2 separate regions of the Xenopus tropicalis genome follow, and region 1 is linked to region 2. A link is a contact called in public Hi-C data. All regions are on one chromosome and are shown on one strand. The core of a region is the stretch at or near the end of the contact, and the rest is flanking DNA. Distances in the headings are between cores, read along the strand shown. Region 1 overlaps exoc6 (exocyst complex component 6). Region 2 overlaps cyp26c1 (cytochrome P450 26C1).

The links. Hi-C and Micro-C count contacts between places; a contact is called where the count stands out from the background.
Region 1: a Hi-C map of neurula embryo shows a contact between it and region 2, with 2.5 times the contacts expected there. The contact joins two enhancer-like sites. A contact is called at or near these places in 3 of 5 Hi-C or Micro-C datasets (brain, gastrula embryo and neurula embryo).

Annotation. Positions count from the first base shown.
Region 1 is chr7:25,427,575-25,430,274 of UCB_Xtro_10.0, reverse strand. All of the region lies in intron 15 of exoc6 (exocyst complex component 6), which reads left to right. Among named protein-coding and RNA genes, the nearest start is that of exoc6, 80 kb to the left of the region's middle. Within about 2 kb of position 1,449, at least 2 of the 11 cell types and tissues checked have an H3K27ac peak or open chromatin away from gene starts, as enhancers often do. A contact at or near this core is called in neurula embryo, where this site is marked.
Region 2 is chr7:25,324,398-25,327,097 of UCB_Xtro_10.0, reverse strand. cyp26c1 (cytochrome P450 26C1) reads left to right here. Exons shown (of 7, transcript XM_031905723.1): 6 at 1-423. Among named protein-coding and RNA genes, the nearest start is that of cyp26c1, 11 kb to the left of the region's middle. Within about 2 kb of position 1,392, at least 1 of the 11 cell types and tissues checked has an H3K27ac peak or open chromatin away from gene starts, as enhancers often do. A contact at or near this core is called in neurula embryo, where this site is marked.

The sequences.
Region 1 (2,700 bases), core at 200-2,699, 100 kb before region 2:
AACAATATAATATAAAGCAGCACATCTGTATTATTTAAATAAACCGTTTTCATCAAAATATACTTTTTTCTTAAGGTAATTCTAAATGGGAAATTGTCATTTGAAATACTAATGGCTGCCCCCGTGGGATCATAGGATTCACAGTGCACACAAACAAAACAAGGCCAGACATACATGTTAGGCAACATCAGCTAAAAAATGGGCAAAGTTGTGTCTTTTACTCCCATACTATTTCCTGTTACAGAGCTGCATTATTTCCTGTCAGCTGATCTCTGAGGGAGCACATAGCCCATCACTAAATGGTGGATCAAGAGAAAGGATATAAAAGGGAAATATTTACTGATATATATATTCCAGTTTGGTAAGATTCTTTAATAGACCACTAGAAAATATCTATTGGTTACGTATTTAATCTGGGGGTATAGTTTCCCTTTAAAAAAGGCAATTAAATGCCATATATGTTTTGATTGCATTTAGCGTGTATTTCAATAAACTTCTATTCAAACACCTGCATGTAGGAGGCATTTTTCATCTACTAAACTGTAGCTCTCCAGCAACAGCCTATAAAGGGAGGCCTTAAGGGACATAAAGGTTTCAATCACAGGCCAAGAATGGGCTGGGAGTGTTGGGGGATGGTTTGGGGTAGATTCCAGGCATGGAATTTATTTCAAGAGGCCCAGACAGATGGTGGCCTAATAACTTGGGCCTGCTACTGGCGGGACAGCCTTGCTAATTCAGTAGTATTGGGCGCCATGATTTTTTATGGCAGCTCTGCCCAGCAGTCATACTCTACCTAGTAATTACATATATGCAGGCAGGATGCATTTCAATGTGGGGTAAAAATGCTGCCCAATACTTTAGCTAGTGGATACTTGAAAAAACCTTTGAGAGCTAATTGTTTGGGCATTTAGGACCACTGAAATACTTATTTGTAGCTGGTCATTTACAAAAAAAAAGATATTTCTGAGGCCAAAAACTACAAAGGGTCCAAATATTCACTGTCCCTGAAAATTAGGGACATCTGCCAACCATACATTTGCACGGAGTGCTGTGAGCAGATAAGCTACATGATACTGTTCCTCCAGCAGTTAAGCCCATTTATCTTGCCCTTATCACTACTTGCTTTAACCCTGACCTGGAAGTTATTGGCGCAAACGGAAAATTGGATTCCCCAAACAGCATGCTCTGCATGGCAAATCTCAAGATCTCTCAAAGTATAGGAAGTTATACTTCACTCGGCATGAACTTTAATCCACGGATTTTCATGGGAGCAGTAATTGAACTCAGCATCGACGTCATTTGTAAATTTGTGCTAGAAACTGCAACCCGGCATTGTCATGTAAGGTGTTTGCTTTGTCTTAGCTGTGAACAGATTAACCTGCTCCTTTGTGATACTAATTTCAATTTGATTGCCTTTTAACCAGGGCTGATTTCAATGAGATAGGCTCCCAGCTGCACACTCAGCTGGAAAACAGAGAATCCAGCCGCCATTGCCAGTTTATCTTCTCATTCTTATCTCCTAATGGATGTAAATGACTGCAATTTCACACATCCTTAATTGGTACTGAGTGCAATTTACACATATTAACGAGTAACCTTTTGGCCTAACCTGTAAATATTTACTAACAAAACATATGTAAAAAGTGGCCGCTAACAACCAAGGCCGAAAGGGGGACCATTCACTGGCGCTTTTAAAGTAAAGCAAAAAGTGTGCTCCAGTGTTTGGAAAGTGCTCAGCGTACACAAGCACTAATTGTGTTTATGGTGACATTTGCACGCAACACCTTAAGTCCACATTGATTTAATTGGTGCCCTCACCATTTTTAGCACGTTAAGGTAGCCATACACATTCAGATTTTAGTCCTCTTCCATTGAACATTCGGATATCGATCATACGTTTAAATGCAACAATCTAAAACTAACATTCATACTGAAATTGTAGGATACAGCCCTAATAATAACAACATCGGAGGATGTTCTGAACATGAAATAGTTGACAGACGCCAATTGTGCAAAAGTGACTTTCTGGAAATGCATTGTAGGTCCCCCAAGAAAAATACATGCACAGATTTTATCATTATCCAACCCAAATTTTCTAACCTGTCCGACTGACTAAACGACCAACCACCATGGTATGAAAATTAACGGGGCGATAATTTAGAGCCCATACATGGTCCGAAAATTGTACAAAACAATATATATCTGTGTGTGTATGGCCAGCTTAAGACTGTAAAGCCCTCCCAGTAGACAGTGACATTTTTAAATAATGTTTGATTAAGGTCAAGTCACCTTAAGAATATGTATGTATTGTATGTATGTATATCTTTATTTATAAAGTGCTACTTATGTACGCAGCGCTGTACAGTAGAATACATTAATACAAACAAAGGGTTATTAAGATAATAGATAAATACAATGTATAACAATCAATATAAATAAATATAAGATACAGTTGCAATAAGTTAGGAGTCAAAGACACAAGAGGATGGAGGTCCCTGACCCGTAGAGCTTACAATCTATATAAATACAATCTATATAAATATCACTTTAAGAAACTAAATAAGCAGTGAGCCTAAATGGGCCCGGTGTAGGGTTGCCATCAGAACCCTTTAAAACCAGAAACATAAAATTGCCATGCAGGGGGCCATTAATTAGCAATGTATGTAAATGCAACCTGCAGGGGTGGGTAGTTAGACATTG
Region 2 (2,700 bases), core at 143-2,642:
CCTGCTACGGAAAACCCAAATAACAACATCCTTCAGGATAATGGGCATCAGTGTCTCACAGCTGGTTGTCAGTTGCCTCTTGTGATGGGCACTGAAGGGCAGGTGAAGACCCTATGGGAACAGACTAAACAGCTGCTCACTGATAGAACTGATCAAGACCCACAGAATTCTTTATCAAGTAAAAATCTCGTTAATGGAGAAAATAGAATCCAGGAGGCACCCTGCAGCCATGATAAGTCCAACTGCTCCCCAGTGCCAGGCAAGCTACAGAATTCTGTGTTTGAAGGAACCTGCCAGCAAAACATCAGCTTAGAGAAGCTCAAGAGCCTCCATTACCTGGACTGTGTGGTGAAAGAGGTTCTGCGCCTGCTTCCCCCAGTCTCGGGGGGCTACAGAACAGCACTTCAGACGTTTGAGCTGGATGTAAGTATAAAAGAATCATACATTGTGGCATGTACATACATACATGCATATATACATACATTTCTTTATTGGCATGCTACAAAGTTAGTAGGGCCCTTCACCCAGGGGGCAATAATTATTAGTAACTTGGTCACTTGGGCTCCCTGTGTGGTGGGCCCTGCCCAGGGTCTCGCCAACCCAGACCTGATCCCTTCCAAGATAAGTATAATGTATGTGCACTCTAGGTGGGGTGTGAGGACCCCTCGGGGGCGGCAGCCTAGGGTGTGCCCTGCACACCCCAGTCCGACCCTGGCCCGGCAACAATAAAATGGGGTAACAATTAAAAAAATCCTACCCATGGTCCACCCACACCCTGCAAGCCCTTAACCCGTTAAAGAAAGAAAGATAATAGATTAGTCAAATAATAGATAGATAGATAGATAGATAGATAGAATCAGTGATCCATTACAGTTTATATATATATATATATATATATCAACAAAATGTAGCAACAGGCACTCACGCTAAAAAAGATTAGAGATGCCTGGGTGCCGTCCAAAAACGAATAAATGTAGCAAAAAGTAACCAGTACCGAACTCACAGGACTTATTCAAAGCTCACAAAATTTATTAGAAAATTGTGTCTAACGTTTCGGCTACCACTGCAGCCTTTCTCAAAGACTGAGAAGAGAAAGGCTGCAGTGGTAGCCGAAACGTTAGACACAATTTTCTAATAAATTTTGTGAGCTTTGAATAAGTCCTGTGAGTGCGGTACCGGATACTTTTTGCTATATATATATATTATACAGTCAGGGCTCAGAACCTCGCCAGTTGAAGCTGCTGCAGGTCTGATAGAATAGCAGAGCTGTCAATCACTCACTCTGAGATGACTTTACCAGTGATTGACGGTACTTAGCCCACATGGTAATACAGTAGCCATGGGCTTTAGAGTACTTATCTCAGTGATGGACAGATGACCTCCCACAGTGGCCAAAATCATTACAATCTCACAAGCCCAGCAGGACATTAGCCCCCTGCTAAACTGCCCAGCCCTCCACAGATCTCTGCCCATGTTTGAGATTCTCTGTATAAGAAAACAACTGTCACCAAGGTTCTCCTTTTATACTTGTTCCAATAAAAACCTTTAAATAACTCATGATATCAGGGCAACTTCTGGGGATCCCAGCTCGAGAAATAAAAACATATAAAGCAAGAATGTGCAACCTGTGGCCCACTGGCTGTTGTTGATCGGCACAGGTTGAACATCTCTGAAAGGAATAGTAAGCGTATCATACAGCTGTTACACATTGCCCCACTGTGTATTTTGTACCATCTCTGATAACATTTTTAACTAATGGGTTCAGAACAAGACTGGGTGGGGGGGGGGGCAGTGCAGGGCAAAAGTAGGTGCCTTCCTTCCCCCTATCCTCAGGCCTCTAGCAAGAAAATATAGGCACGCTTCACCCTAAGTATAAGGGCATGACTTGAAATACCACCCATGTAATCGTGATCTCCCCTTCTGCTAGTCTCCCTGCCATGCCTACCCTCACAGATGCCGGGTCTAGTTACTCTTATGTTAAGCAGGCCATCATACAAGGGAAGATTTAAGCTGTTGATTTGGCTTTTAGACCTAGGGACCAATTTATCAGTGTGAAATAAAAGCTCACCATGAGATTTTTAGAGCATTTATCAATAGGTGAAAGCTAGAGTTCACCACGTGATAGATACACCTTTAAAAAAATTCCATAGAAATGAAGTGTGTTGGAATTCTACTGTGGTGAGCTCTAATTTCTCACTTTAAAAAAATCTTCCCCCCCCCCCCAGTTAGCAGCTTATCTGCCCATGTATGGGCCCTTCCAAATAGATATCTGGCCAAAAATCATCCCTTGGCCAAATTATCGGATTAGCCTGGTATTGCCCAGCCCAATGTTGTCATCATGTGTATGGACAGCATTATACTATCATGTTTATCTGAAACTGCCCAGCAGGGCACCTAAACCATTTGAGCCCCATGCCATGTAGATAATTTACGCTCTCAGATTTTGGGTTCACGTTAAATGCTCTTTCTGATCTTAAACCAGTCCTGTGTGATATAAATCCCAGTATAAAGTACTGTAGAATTGAAGCTCAGGTCATTGCTGTTTGTATATTGAGTAATATCAGTCCTTAGTCTTTTCTGCTGCTAAAAACATGTCAGATTTCTACCATTGTCTCTATTGTGCCCAAATACATGGCATGAATATAACACATACAACTCTGCACTCCCCTAATGGGGAAAAGCATAAGATAAGCATGACAA